2 separate regions of the Gossypium hirsutum genome follow, and region 2 is linked to region 1. Evidence: chromatin contacts called from public Hi-C data. All regions are on one chromosome and are shown on one strand. The core of a region is the stretch at or near the end of the contact, and the rest is flanking DNA. Distances in the headings are between cores, read along the strand shown. Region 1 holds the start of LOC107961715 (importin-5). Region 2 holds the start of LOC107961724 (probable cyclic nucleotide-gated ion channel 14).

Region 1 (7,215 bases), core at 1,775-4,274:
TGATATATTTTATATTAGACAAAAAACAATAATCTAAAATAAAGTGAATTGATGGATTAGCATTTAACTCACTTGTCATACCTGTAAAAGTACAAGCAATTTGCTGACTATTCCATCCAAGTAAGGTGTTAAAATTTCTGGAGTGCAGTTCTCACTAAAGTTGAGTACAGCTGACGCAGCATGGGCCTGTTCAGACAAATTACATGACAAAAGAGTTATTCATATTATACAGTAAAATGTTGAGGTAAAAAAAAGGGACATAGAATAAGAATATTAAACTTTTACACAAAGAGAATAAGCTCGTTCAACTACATGTAAGTAGGCATATTCTATCCATCTATAAACTGGGACAGTGGAACTATCAATAAATCCACATCTACGTGAAGACTTGAAGATGGTTTTTTCTCCATTATCCACAAAATATTCAGGAGATTACACCTTCACAACCAGTTATGAGGCTCTTACAGTAAAGAAGCTAGCAACAGTTAACATCCAAGTTCTGTTTCATCTTTCAAGAATAGGTAGACATAGAATTGTATAACGAAATTTAAAAACTATTCCCATTATTTAAGAAATCAGTGAGTGTTAGAAAATTTAGATAACAACCACCAGTGAACTCTGATGAGTGATAAAATAATTCGATAGTAACCAGTTGAAATGTTCCAAACTGGAAAAAACATGTTAATTCTTATTATATAATATGAAATTTGTCAACTACAAAGATACCGATATAACCAAATAAGAACATATACACTCGGATATATTTTACCTAAAGCAAGCCACACAACCAGAACAACACCAGGCATATCCACAGACAACTTAAGAATCAGGTCATTATTGGAAAGGAATTGAATGTTGTTGGGTTCAGGGGAGAGAAGGGAGTGCTGATTATACCACAAAAACAGAGATAAAGATAGGATGAATAAAATACTCTATCTAAAGTGCAATGCATATTAGTGAATTATGTCACCAGCCTACAGCGAATTTCAGCTTGTTTCTCTCTACTTAAAGATTGAAGATTACATAAGCATCCACATCACAAAGTAAAAAAAATATTTACATACTTTCAAAATTATAATCTAGAATCATGAAAGCAAAATTATATATCTCGGACTAACCTGTACTCGTGGATTCTGAAAATCATCCATAGCGCCAGCTAATGCAGGCAATACTCTTTGGTGATATTGGTTTTGCAAATCTGGTCCTAAGTCGGTAGACAATTGCCCAATTGCATTAATAGCTGCCCACCTTACACGAGGATGAGAATCATGAAATGAGTTCAAAACCATGGAAACCACTTGTTCCAGATTTTTAATCATAACCTGCAAGTACAGCAACAAATAAATTTAAAAAAAGAAAAAGAAAATAAACATCTTCCTAATTTTTTACTCAACCATGAAACATAAGGCATTTTTTCCTTTCAAAGCTGAATTAGCCATGCCATTAGGCTATAAAAAAATATGTTTGAATCCACATGCACTAGACAGAATTCCACCCCATTGTTAGTAAACTTACAACACCATAAACCAAACTGAATAACCACATTAACAAACGATGATTAATAAGTGTACCTTGGCACACCCCTCAGCAATCTGAGCAAGGGCAATTAGTGCAGCATGATGCTTTTGCCACTCAGAAGCAGCCAAATAAGCAGGCAACTGCTCAGATGCAACAGGAACAATTGTGTTCCCACCTAAGGAAATTGCCAAACGATCCAAACACTCCTGTCCGACACTGTAATTGCTGGTCTCTCCAGCATCCTCATCCTCAGATTCTGCTGTGTGCCATGCTGCATCATCCTCAATATCTAACAGCATTCTCATCAATATTGCAAATAACCTACTAATAAATTGCGGCAACTTCCGCATCATTCCAGGAGCACGCTCCCTTGCTTCCGCCAAAGTCACCACAAATTCAATCGCCAAATGACGTGTCCCTTCCTCAAGAGATTCTGCCTCTGCAATCTGCAGCATCGAACCCACTACATCAACAAGCTGCCTCCTAAGAAACCGTGGCTCGGTACCTGCCAACTCGATCAACAACTCAAGTGCCTCCTGAGCAGTGGCCTCATTCCCGTTATTTAAAGCCTCTGTCAAGGTCCTCATCATTGCTGGCAAAAGATCCTGAAACCTATCCCGATCGGATGAGCTGGTCAAACATTGAATAAAGTTGATGACCGCATTCAACGCAGCAATTTTGACATCGGCATTAGAACTTTCACTCAGGCACCTCAAGAACACAGTGTGTAGATCCTTTATAAAAGGAGTCAACACATCCCCAATATATTGACTCAGCTGCGCAAATATCAAAAAAGCAGACTCCTGTAATTTAGGGGAATCCGAAGAGACACACTGAAACATAAACGGCAAGAGCTCTGGCCACCCATTCTCCGGCAAAATACTGGAAGCAAGCTCCGCAACAGTATCGCACAGCTTTTTAGATAAATTTTTGGTGGTTTCCACTTGGATTTGAGACAGAATCACGGATTTGAGGGAAGACTGTGTAGAAATGTTGAGGCGAGGCCAGATATAGGAGTCGTCACGCGTCAACAACTTACGGAGGAGAATAGCTGCCATGGCGCGAGTCTCGGGCTGAGTGCAGACTTGGAGAAGGTGGGCGAGGCGAAGGCAGAGGGCGTCAGGGTCCGATTGCTTGCATAGATTAAACAAGGCCTCAGCGTGAGAACGTTGTTCGTTTGATGATGACATCAAGTGGGAGACTAGGGTTTCAAATGGAATCGGGTCAGGTCCTAGGATGAGGGCGAGCTGCGATTGCTGGTCCATGGCGGCGAAGGAGAAGGAGGAGGAAACGGAGACGGAGAAAATGATGAAATTGATTCCTTTGTCACCTCTTCGTTAATGCTTTTGCTCTGTGTTTTGTTGGGCGTCTTCTTGAGTGGGAGTGTGGGGGAAAATAAGGGATTTTAAGAGAGAGAAAACTAGGGCTGACAAGAAAAAAAAGGGGGCTGGATTAGCTGTAATTTTACGTGTCATGATTATTAATGTGAGTACCCACTTCCTTTCTTCTTTTCTTTTTTCATTTTTGGAGGGAAAAATAAAATACTTACTCCTACAATCCTACTAAACCACTAACGGGATGTCTGCTGTGAGCTTTGGAAAAAAAAAACTTAGGACGGATTTTACCCATTCAACAAGGTACAAGTTAAAATTGATATATTTTCATATTTTTTTGGTATTCTCTAGTAATAATTGGTATAGCTTTATAATTTTTGTAATTCTTCAAAAATTTCGATAATTTCTCATCGGTTTTAATATTTCCTCGTCATTGGCATTTAATAGAATTTTTTAATACGTTCTAATAATTTTCGAAATTAAGATTTGATACGAGAAATAATTTTGATATAAAAACATATATTATTTTTAAATATTAAGAACTGTTAAGGGGAAATTGTAACTGTAAATTATGATAAGTTTTAAATCATTATAGATTAGTGTGATGGTCAAATAATTTGTGCATCCGTTTTGAATTTGTTTTCGGTTAATAATGATTATAAAACATGAACTTGTAATGATGGTTGATATGAACAATCATTTGAAAATGGAATATTTTGTATGCATATGAAATATGATAACTGACAGCATGTGAAAGATTATACAAACCGATTATACGAGCTTTAAAGGCTTGTCTAAAAATGACACAAAACAAATGATTCAAGAAGGAAATGTGAAAATGAATTGACTTGGTGAAATGCATTGGCATATAATTGAATTATTGCAATGATAGGAAACTTGGTATTCTATGCTAATATGAATTTATCAATTAGCATAAGGTATGCATTTTGGATAGATTTGACATGAATTGAAAATTGTTATTGTTGAAAACTAATTCATGATTTTAGTGTAAGTCTAACATGCTATGTTGATTTGAAACATAAAAGTACCACTGAGCTTTATCGCTTAACGTACGGTTTGTTTATTCTATGCATAGGTACTAATAGATCTCAAAGACTCGAGGAGTGATCCAGCATTCAAACCGCAACTCTCATCTTAGCAAAGTTTGTATAGTTTCTTTATGCTTCAATATGTGGCATGTACCCAAAATTGAGTCGGTTTTAAGTAGTAAATTGTTGATTTGGTGTTTTAGATATCATGGTTAGTTTGATATATGATACATGAGTTGTATATGATATATATATATATATATGTAAGTAGCATAAGGTTTAAAATAATGTAAATATGTTAATGTTCATATTACAGAGTTGTTGTGATTTTATGTTCAAGGAAGTTATGAAAGCAGTAGGTGACGTCACGATGAAAAATCAACAGAGAGTGACATCACAACTATGGACCTTCGATGTCATGACATCAACTCGATAGTTTTAAAATTGTTGCATTTTAGTGTTAGAGTATGCCCAAAGACCAATCATGAGATGATTGTAATCACATACTCATTTTACCTTGTTTTCTAATATAATGCATTGCCATTATTATTTCAGTTTCTTTTTATGTATGCACGAATAAAGTATTTAATAATAAAGTCCTAAGAATAATATGATTATTCTTAAAAGGTCCTTAGTCAAGTATTATAGTGGGCTTGGACAATGATAATGCATTGAGACTAATGTGTAGTTGATTAATGATGAAGTGTTGTCATTGACATAGGGATGTCAAAACTGATACGCGAGTATGTGTTAGAGAACAACATACTGGACTGACTTGCTATGAGTATTGTTATTGGATTATTATGTAATAGTCACAACATTACTCATAGTGATAATTATGTATATGATCCTTAGACTTGAGATCATCATTGTCCCAACATAGTGAGTTGTATATTTTGACACAGTCAAACGTCTACCATAACAGGTTATACTATAAAGACTGATGTTGGGTATGTCACAATCTATGTAGAGGAATATGGTTGATCAAGATAGGATTTGTCCTTCTTACATAATACGAGTAATATCTTAGGCCTCTTGATGGAGTGAGATTAAAAATGCATGGCCATGCTCGAATCAGTTGATATAAGATATCACACTTATTTTTTTATAGTAGTCTACTCAGAATATCAAGAAAGATGATATTGGACTATACAAGTGTGACAATTTCATCACTTGTGTCCAATCTAGATGTTAAGGATAAAAGCATATAATACATGAAAAGATTATCACAAAAAGGTAATGTCGAATCACGACTTCTTGCAACTTGGTTATCAATGATGCATTACTAGATGCCACTCATTGTTTATAATATTAGAGACATTATAATATTATTATTAACTTTACAAGAACCTACAAGGTCACACCCTATAGTTGAAGCAAACTGAATCCAAATACATTTGGTATTGTATTTAGTTGTCACATGAATTAAATTAATTATTGAATTAATTTAATTCGATAGTTAAATATTTAGCACATTATATGTACAAACTTGTTGTACACAAATAGAGAACATAGATAAAATTAATATATGAATTTGATTCAAACAAAATATTAATTATATATAGTTTATCAAAATTATTAATATAAATAGTTATAATAATTAATTTCGGTCAAAATATAGAAGGACATGAAAGTTGATATTCTTTAGGAAATAATATAATTTGTTTTTCTAACTTTCTATTTGTTTCTCTAATAATAAGGGAATAATCTCGTTTTATTTCTGATATGTGATATTAAAGAAAATAAAAGATATCAAAAAAAAATAAAAGGAATATAATCCATTAGTGTGTTAAGGTTACCAAGAAAAACAATATCTAAAGGTCTAACAGCCATTTTTGATTTTTCTCTCTAAAAAAGTTTAAGAGAATTTTGTTGTTCATACTTTGACTGGGTGAATTACGTAGAGGTCGAAACGTTACTGTTGCAGCTTGGGATCGACATCGTTCAAAGGAATCATATCAACAACGTTGTTCGTCGCTTTTCCAGTTTCGAAAAAGGTATATTTTCGACCCTTGTTTCAACCTGGTTCATTCCTCGTACATGGATCCATGGTTGATGATCACCAGAATAATTTTCCTCCTATGCCACGGGGTGTACCACGATCCAACATTTAGTCCTTAACCAATCTCAATTTATCGAAAGAGCTTTCGTAAGCTCATTTAAATCCTAGATTCAATTATATAATGCATTATAATTGTGTATTGAACTTAATAGCATGTACAAACTGTTGAACTGAAATTGAAATTGAGATCGTAGTTGCTCCGGTAACGAATGTGGCATCCCGTAACTTGGATCCGACAACCGGGTCGGGTATGGGTGTCACATGTTCGATTGACTTGTGACACCATGTAACACCCTAAACACGATCTAATCGTCAAGTTTGAGCTGTAGTGTGTCACATTCGTTGTCGAGGCAACTACCATTAATTTAGATACAAATACACATCACATTTCATATAACTTACTTATGAACATATGATAACACTATTTACTAAATTCACAAGTACTAACTTGTTACTGAAATTCATGTAAATATAAAGATATACCAAAAGTGACTCAACTAGTTAAGTACATGCCAAACTATTCAAAACGTAAATACACCTGATTTTGGGATCCTCTCTAGGTGCTAAAGCCAAAATTCATTGTAACACCCCTCGCCTAACCTGATCTCTGGACCCAAGTTATGGAGTGCTACAAAAGAACAAAAACATTCACATCCAAAGCCATAAAGTAAATCTATTTTTAAAGTCATCATAATTTTAATTCTAATCATACACACACACACATATATATACATTAGAGGTATAAACATTTATGAGACTAATCAAGGTTTAAGCAACATTATTAACTTTCAATATTTTATAATTTTATAAAAATACTTTTAAACAAAAGGATTCGTAAAAAAAGTGATCACTCGAGCTTATCCGCCAAATGACTTTCCGTCGCGTGTTCTTATTACATTATTATTATTTGCCCAAATGGTTTATTTTTATAAGTCTGTCAATTAATCAAATGAATTAACATTTCTAACATAAGCAAAAACGTATTTTAGTTTACGCCATTATTGAACAATTATCCAAAATGACATATATATAAACACAACATTCAAAACATCACCATTCATTACATATATATTTTCACCAAATAAACCTTATATACATGCCACTTGACCTGGTGCAGGGTTAAAATAATTCTACCGAATAAGCTAGATTTTCACATCCAGATTTCTCTAAGGACTCGAATTTAAAGGAGCTTTGGGAGTTAATTGAGCAAAGTAGAGAGTTGGTGGACTCGACTAGGAATTTTGGAATTGTC
Region 2 (6,762 bases), core at 342-2,841, 820 kb before region 1:
TTTTTGCTGTATACGAGATGCTAATGTTGCTCAAATGTCCCAATCATGTTTTTGGCCCTCTGGTTAACTCTGAAACAAGACTTAGGGACAAAGTTTTCATGTCAGATATTTAAGAGTGAGGTCATGTTAGATTGGGTGTTGTTTTGTTTTATAAACAGTTGGAATGATAAAAAGTCCAACAAATTCATTGTTCATGAGTTTAATTTAATTTCTGAAATTATTGTATGCAATGTTGCAATGCAAGTCAGATAGATGCACTTCCATTTGTTCCCGGTGATTAAGTTTTTTCTATGCATGGTTAGAAGTATGACTGCTGCTATGTTCATGGTGAACCAATTTATAATTTAAAATCTCCATAGAACATATTCTCTATTGTGTGATTTGCTTGAATTTTTGGTTTGTTGGAAGAAATATGAACGTAGTGTGTTTGTATGTGTGTCAGCCTCCATTATGGATACTGAATTTGGTCCATCTATGATATTTATATGTATATTGGTACACCGGTGATTACGGTTTTTTATTTTACATCTGACAAGTGGCTTAATTGATAATTTGAAAAGTGATTTAGAAAAAAGGGTAATGATTTGGTTTCAAAGTATCCTTTTGATGTCAATTTTTTGTTTGTCAGATGAGATTAGGGTGTACCAGCTGTCCAAGATTTTTGACTTATTTTTCATGGCGATATCTGTAAACATTATTAAATTTTAGTTACAGTGGTTTGTGAAGCCTGAAAAGGTATTGAAAGAAATTAAATTTGAAGGGTTTTTCGTTTTAAAAGAAGAAATTGAATAGTTGTTGATATTAGAAGTAAGCCCTTCCCAATAAAAAATTAACTAATTGCTGCATAGCCAGCTGTTTGAAAGAAAAAAATATTCTTTAGAACTTTGTTATCACTAATTATCAATTGTAGTCCTTTTAATCTGATGTCATTTAAACTGGTTAATAGCATTATGAATTTTTTTTAAAAAAAAATATGTAAATTAAAACAAAAAATTTAATCTCAACTTTTAATTGGTGAGACTTACCACTGAAAACGCCTGAATTATTTGAGTTTTTTAAGTTGTCCTTTTTAATTTTTTTATTCCTTTTGGAGAAACGAGTTCTGTTTTATTTTTTTTTAGATATTAAAAAAATAAAATTTCAAGTAAATAAAAAATAATTAATATCTTTTAAATGAACTTTTAGATAAATTTTAATGTTTTAAAATTAAAATTAAAATTAAAATTAAAATAGCATTTAGATTTGAATTAGGTGAGGTAAAAGTATGAACATGAAATTAGGAGGGAATCTAAAATAGTGGTAGACTTCTACGGCTCCATCACTGCCGATGTGGCAAGGACCACTCAACTGTGGGATCTAAACGTCCAATAAAGAATCGGGATCCCGCCTGTTTTTATTACAAACACAAAACAGAGAGCCGGCAACAACCCTGTCATCAAAATTGTTATTAAATTTTCAATTATCTTCCAATTATCAATAATATAAAAAATGGTTTTACTAAATGTTGGGTATAATAATAAATTAAATTATTATATAAACAATCGAAGGGAATCAATGAAAATATAAATATTGTTTGATCGCCTCCAATCTCCAAAGTCAATGGTATTTCGTGTGTTTTTTCACATTGAATCCTCTTTTTAATTTCTCCCAACAACACAAACTAGTTAAAAAAAAAAAACACTCTGAGCTGTTCTTCCTTCATTTTGCTTTCACTAGTATTTCTTTATTGAAATTCCTAGTTTTGGGATTTGCTTTCCTTTTTTCCTCTCTTTCTTCTCTTTCAGTCCTCCAAAAATCTTGCATCCGATTACGTCAATATCCTTCTTCCTCTCTTCTTTTCATTTGCAAAAAGAAAACGACCTTTTTGTTGGTATTTTCACTATGTTGGTCGATACGAGGAGGCAATGAAAGATCTATCTTGTTTACTTCTTTTTTTCTAAGCACTTCCACTTCCTTTATGATGGATTTTCAATATAATTTTTGTTGCAGTAAAGCTGCACCCATTTCTCTGCACACTTTACTTTTATGACCAATTTCACAAAAAAGGATGGAGTTCAAAACAGAGAAGCTAGTGAGGTAATCTTAGCAACCCACCTCTCCTCATTTTTCTTCAAATTTCCATTGATGGATCCTTTTTCGAATTCTCAGGTTCAACAACAATGGCACAGCACGTACGGAGAAGCCGCCACTGCCCGTATTCAAAGCAACCGTCCCTTTATTGAAAACCGAAGGAGTTTCCAAATATGGAAAGTCAAAGGTTCTTTTTCCAGAGGATCACGAGCCATGGAGGGAAAGGATTCTAGATCCTGGTACTGAAATTTACTTGCAGTGGAACAGGATTTTTCTCTTTTGGTGCTTAGTGGCTCTCTTCGTCGACCCATTGTTTTTCTACCTGCCTTCATTGATAAAAAAAGACACCACCTCTTGTTTGGAAACTGATTTGAATCTGGGAATCGTTGTAACTTGTTTCCGTACACTTGCCGATGCATTTTACGTGTTGCATATATTCATCAAGTTCCGAACGGCTTATGTGTCGCCTACCTCAAGGGTATTTGGTAGGGGTGAACTTGTTACTCACCCAGATTTGATTGCTAAAAGGTATTTGAGATCGGATTTCTTCATAGATCTTGTGGCTGCTCTACCTCTTCCTCAGGTACTTCATTCTGTAAATGTCCCTATTTAATCAAATGAAGGGCCTTTTTTGAATTGTTTAATTTGCAAGTGATGTTGATGGCGTTTTTGGTAGCTGAGACTGATGTAAATGCTGCAAGCAACCACTGGAATCTAGATATGTTTTTATGCGGTTGTTGAGAGAATGCTGATTTCTTTCGGGGAGGTCTTTTAACTGTCATGTGTTGAAAGTCGAAACATCCTTCAATTGGCCAGTATTATTTACGTCGGGGGATTTTATCTCTCAACTCTGAGAACCTAAGTGCCTAAAGACGGCGAGGTCAAACAGAGCGAGAGATTTTCGTCAGGTGGCTAAGAAGGTAGACCATGTATGTGTGCAAGTAGGTCCAGTGGTTGTGTTGTTATCCAACAATGCCTTATAGGGAACCTTAACCCTTCCAACCTTTAACCCTTCCAAGTGCAAATTTTGAGATTTCTATGGTGGTGACCATGTCACAAGCATCCAACGAGTCATTTCCGCTTTATTGAACCCACAATATTTTTCGGGTAGCTTTTTAAGGCACACGGTCTCTCATAGAGTTAGGGGATCAATACCAATCCACTAAAAGATCTGTCGATTCTCAATACACAATACTTTAAAATTTTCTCTCAAATAGATCTCCTTTCTAATAATTTTCTTTCACAAGGTTCAATATTTAGTAAGCATAAATCGCCGAAATAGTCACTTTTTTATCGGGTTATATTTTAATTACTTATATTTGAAATATTACATTTTAGTCATCTATGTTACCGTGTTATAACATTTTAGTCACTGGGCGTTAATTGTCGTTAACGGTGTAATGGTAAGCAGATGTAACACGTTAAATCATTATTTCAAACTAAAAAAAATATAAGGACTAATTGTATAATTTAACTTAGTTTTTTTTTGTAATGGTAATTTAACGTGTCACATCAATTTATCGTTATCCCGTTAACAACAATTAAAGACTCAGTGACTAAAATGTTACAACACGTTAACATAAGTGACTAAAACTTAACATTTTAAATATTAGAGACTAAAATATAATTTAAAAAAAATAAAAGTGATTATTTTGATAGTTTACTAAATGGGTTTTTGATAAATGATGAAAAAGTGATAGAAGTTTTTTCTTTGGTTTAAGGAAAGATATTTTGCTCAAGCTAAAACTGATTTAATATTTTTTTTTTCTTTTTACTTTTGTTCGCAGATTGTGATATGGTTCATTATACCAGCAATTAGAAGCTCCCATGCTGATTATACTAATAATGCACTTGTGCTGATTGTGCTGCTCCAATATGTTCCCAGATTGTATTTAATTTTCCCTTTAAGCTCTCAGATTATCAAAGCCACTGGTGTTGTCACAAAGACTGCCTGGGCTGGTGCTGCATACAATCTCTTACTTTACATGTTAGCTAGCCATGTATGTAAAATTTCATACCCCAATCTCGTCTGTGGCTATCATTGTTCCCATTTTGATTGATTGTTCGGCTTCGCTTCTTGCAGGTACTGGGGGCGTCGTGGTATTTACTGTCATTCGAGCGACATGCATCCTGTTTGAAAACTGAATGCAGAAATGAGACTAGCCCTGTGCGATGTGATCCTCGTTACCTCGATTGCGGCACATTGAATGATGCCAGTCGCCATAAATGGGAAAACAGTACTGTGGTGTTTGGTAAATGTGATCCCAATAATGATATTAGTTTTGACTATGGGATTTTCGAGAATGCGTTGACGAAGAAAGTATTCTCCTCGGGCTTCCACCGGAAGTATTTCTATTGTCTGTGGTGGGGTTTGCAGAATTTGAGGTATGCATGCATCATGAACATTCATAAAACATAATTTAGATTTATTGTGGAACTTTTTGATGAAACAACTCTGGTTTCTGAATTTTCAGCTCTTATGGACAGAATTTAGATACAAGCACATTTATGGGGGAAACCCTGTTTGCCATACTGATTGCTATCTTGGGTTTGGTTTTGTTTGCCCATTTAATTGGAAACATGCAGGTATTTGTCTTAAGCCCTAACATATAATTCTTATTTCTTATAACATGCATAGGCTTTGGTCATATATTCAATAACGTTGTTTATCATGTTATGCAGACCTACTTACAATCCATCACCGTGAGACTGGAGGAGTGGAGGCTTAAACGGCGGGACACCGAGGAGTGGATGAGACATCGCCAACTCCCGCAAGATCTTCGAGAGCGCGTTCAGCGTTTTGTTCAGTACAAGTGGCTTGCAACTCGAGGTGTGGATGAAGAATCAATCTTACGTGCTTTACCTCCAGATCTCCGCCGAGACATCCAACGCCATCTATGCTTGGACCTTGTTCGGCGTGTAAGTTCTTCATGCTACTTCCATTCAGATTTTGTCCTATAGGTCTGAATTCCCACATGATTTTTCCCCATATGCATATAGGTCCCCTTTTTCTCAGAGATGGATGATCAGCTACTAGATGCCATATGTGAGCGCTTAGTATCCTCCTTAAGTACTCAAGGAACCTACATTGTTCGGGAAGGTGACCCTGTCACCGAGATGCTTTTTATTATCAGAGGGAGGCTAGAGAGTTCTACCACAAATGGAGGCCGGACAGGTTTCTTCAATTCAATTAATCTGAGACCAGGTGATTTCTGCGGCGAGGAGCTACTTTCATGGGCATTGCTTCCAAAATCCTCTCTGAACTTACCTTCATCCACTAGAACAGTAAGAGCCCTGGTTGAAGTAGAGGCATTTGCATTAAGAGCAGAAGATCTCAAATTCGTGGCCAATCAGTTTCGACGTCTTCATAGTAAGAAGCTTCAGCATACCTTCCGCTATCATTCTTACCATTGGAGGACATGGGGTGCCTGCTTCATTCAAGCAGCTTGGCGTCGACACAAGAAGAGGATGGTGATGAGGAGTCTCAGCACGACAGAGTCTTTCTCGTATCCTCCTGATGAACAAGCTGCCAATGAAACAGAACGAAAGAAAGAACACAGTCTTGCATCTTCGAATTCTTCCCAAGTAAAACAGAACTTAGGTGTCACAATACTAGCTTCGAGGTTTGCAGCAAATACCCGGCGTGGAGCTCAGAAGGTGAAGGATGTTGAAATGCCTAAGTTGCAAAAGCCCGACGAGCCAGACTTCTCAGCCGAGCCAGATGATGAGTAGTTCTCCTACGTCAGCAGCAATGGTGGTTGAAGGGAAATTCCATTTGACTATGCCTGTTCTAAGTACTACAATTCAAAGCTATGCATATACATATATAACTAATTTCAATGTCATGATAGCAATTTCAAACAGGGAAAGTATATATTGCCACTAAAGAACAGCATTTGCAAAGAGCCAAAAGCAGCAAATGTGGCCACCAAAGATCTCTTGGCCCCAGCCATGTCAACCTTTTAAATGAGAAGGTGAATATGATTGACACACCAACCGAAACCAGCAGCCACTGTCACATTTGCTTGCCGACACTTTTTAACATTATTGAATCACAACCCACCAAGCATTAACAAAATGCAGACTAAATGCATCCAACATCAATAAAGGACTAAGCTCATTCTTATGCCTCATTCTAGCTTTTTGGCTTTCAAATACAATATGGCTTGAATCTTTAGTGCCTAACCACACTCGAGCAGTAATCGAAAGGTAGAATATGAATCCTTAATTATATATAACAATGAAAATGGTTGAAATGTCTAATGAAGATCAAAATGACTGCTATCCATTGTGAAAAATTATAAACATATAAAATATGAAATAAAATCTGTGACTACAGAAAAGTAGAGTTACTGACTAATAAATAAATAAATAACCCTTATATTTGGCATCTCAAAGCTAGTATGGAAAATGAAACTTCGGTTATTCAACTGATGGAACCCTTAATCATTTCTCCAAACCTGAAATCCAGCTTTTGTCGATGAATATTGACAGAGTTTTAGCACCTTACGCTCGCTCTCTCTAGCTTCCACGCAGAGCAATATTAGCTCATCTGCTCTCCTATTAAATCAAGACCCACTAGGAGAAAGGTCACCCCTTGGAAGAGGAGGAAATAGAAATGTACTCCTTGGGCTAATAACAGGCTCCTAACAGAAGCTGCGAGAAGGAGGAATGCTAGAGTGAGCTCTTTCC

Evidence for each region. Hi-C and Micro-C count contacts between places; a contact is called where the count stands out from the background.
Region 2: a Hi-C map of leaf shows a contact between it and region 1, with 1.6 times the contacts expected there. The contact joins the promoter of LOC107961724 here to the promoter of LOC107961715 in region 1. A contact is called at or near these places in 5 of 34 Hi-C or Micro-C datasets (callus, leaf and petal).

What each region holds. Positions count from the first base shown.
Region 1 is chrA06:44,281,349-44,288,563 of Gossypium_hirsutum_v2.1, reverse strand. It overlaps LOC107961715 (importin-5), which reads right to left and starts at 3,024. Exons shown (of 21, transcript XR_005928778.1): 1 at 1,572-3,024; 2 at 1,119-1,322; 3 at 82-186.
Region 2 is chrA06:45,101,508-45,108,269 of Gossypium_hirsutum_v2.1, reverse strand. It overlaps LOC107961724 (probable cyclic nucleotide-gated ion channel 14), which reads left to right and starts at 1,591. Exons shown (of 7, transcript XM_016897812.2): 1 at 1,591-2,076; 2 at 2,149-2,653; 3 at 3,858-4,070; 4 at 4,154-4,455; 5 at 4,545-4,656; 6 at 4,753-4,989; 7 at 5,071-6,203. The coding sequence starts at 2,048. The coding sequence ends at 5,802. LOC107961727 (serine/arginine-rich splicing factor RSZ22) reads left to right here. Exons shown (of 7, transcript XM_016897814.2): 7 at 1-225. It also overlaps the pseudogene LOC107961725.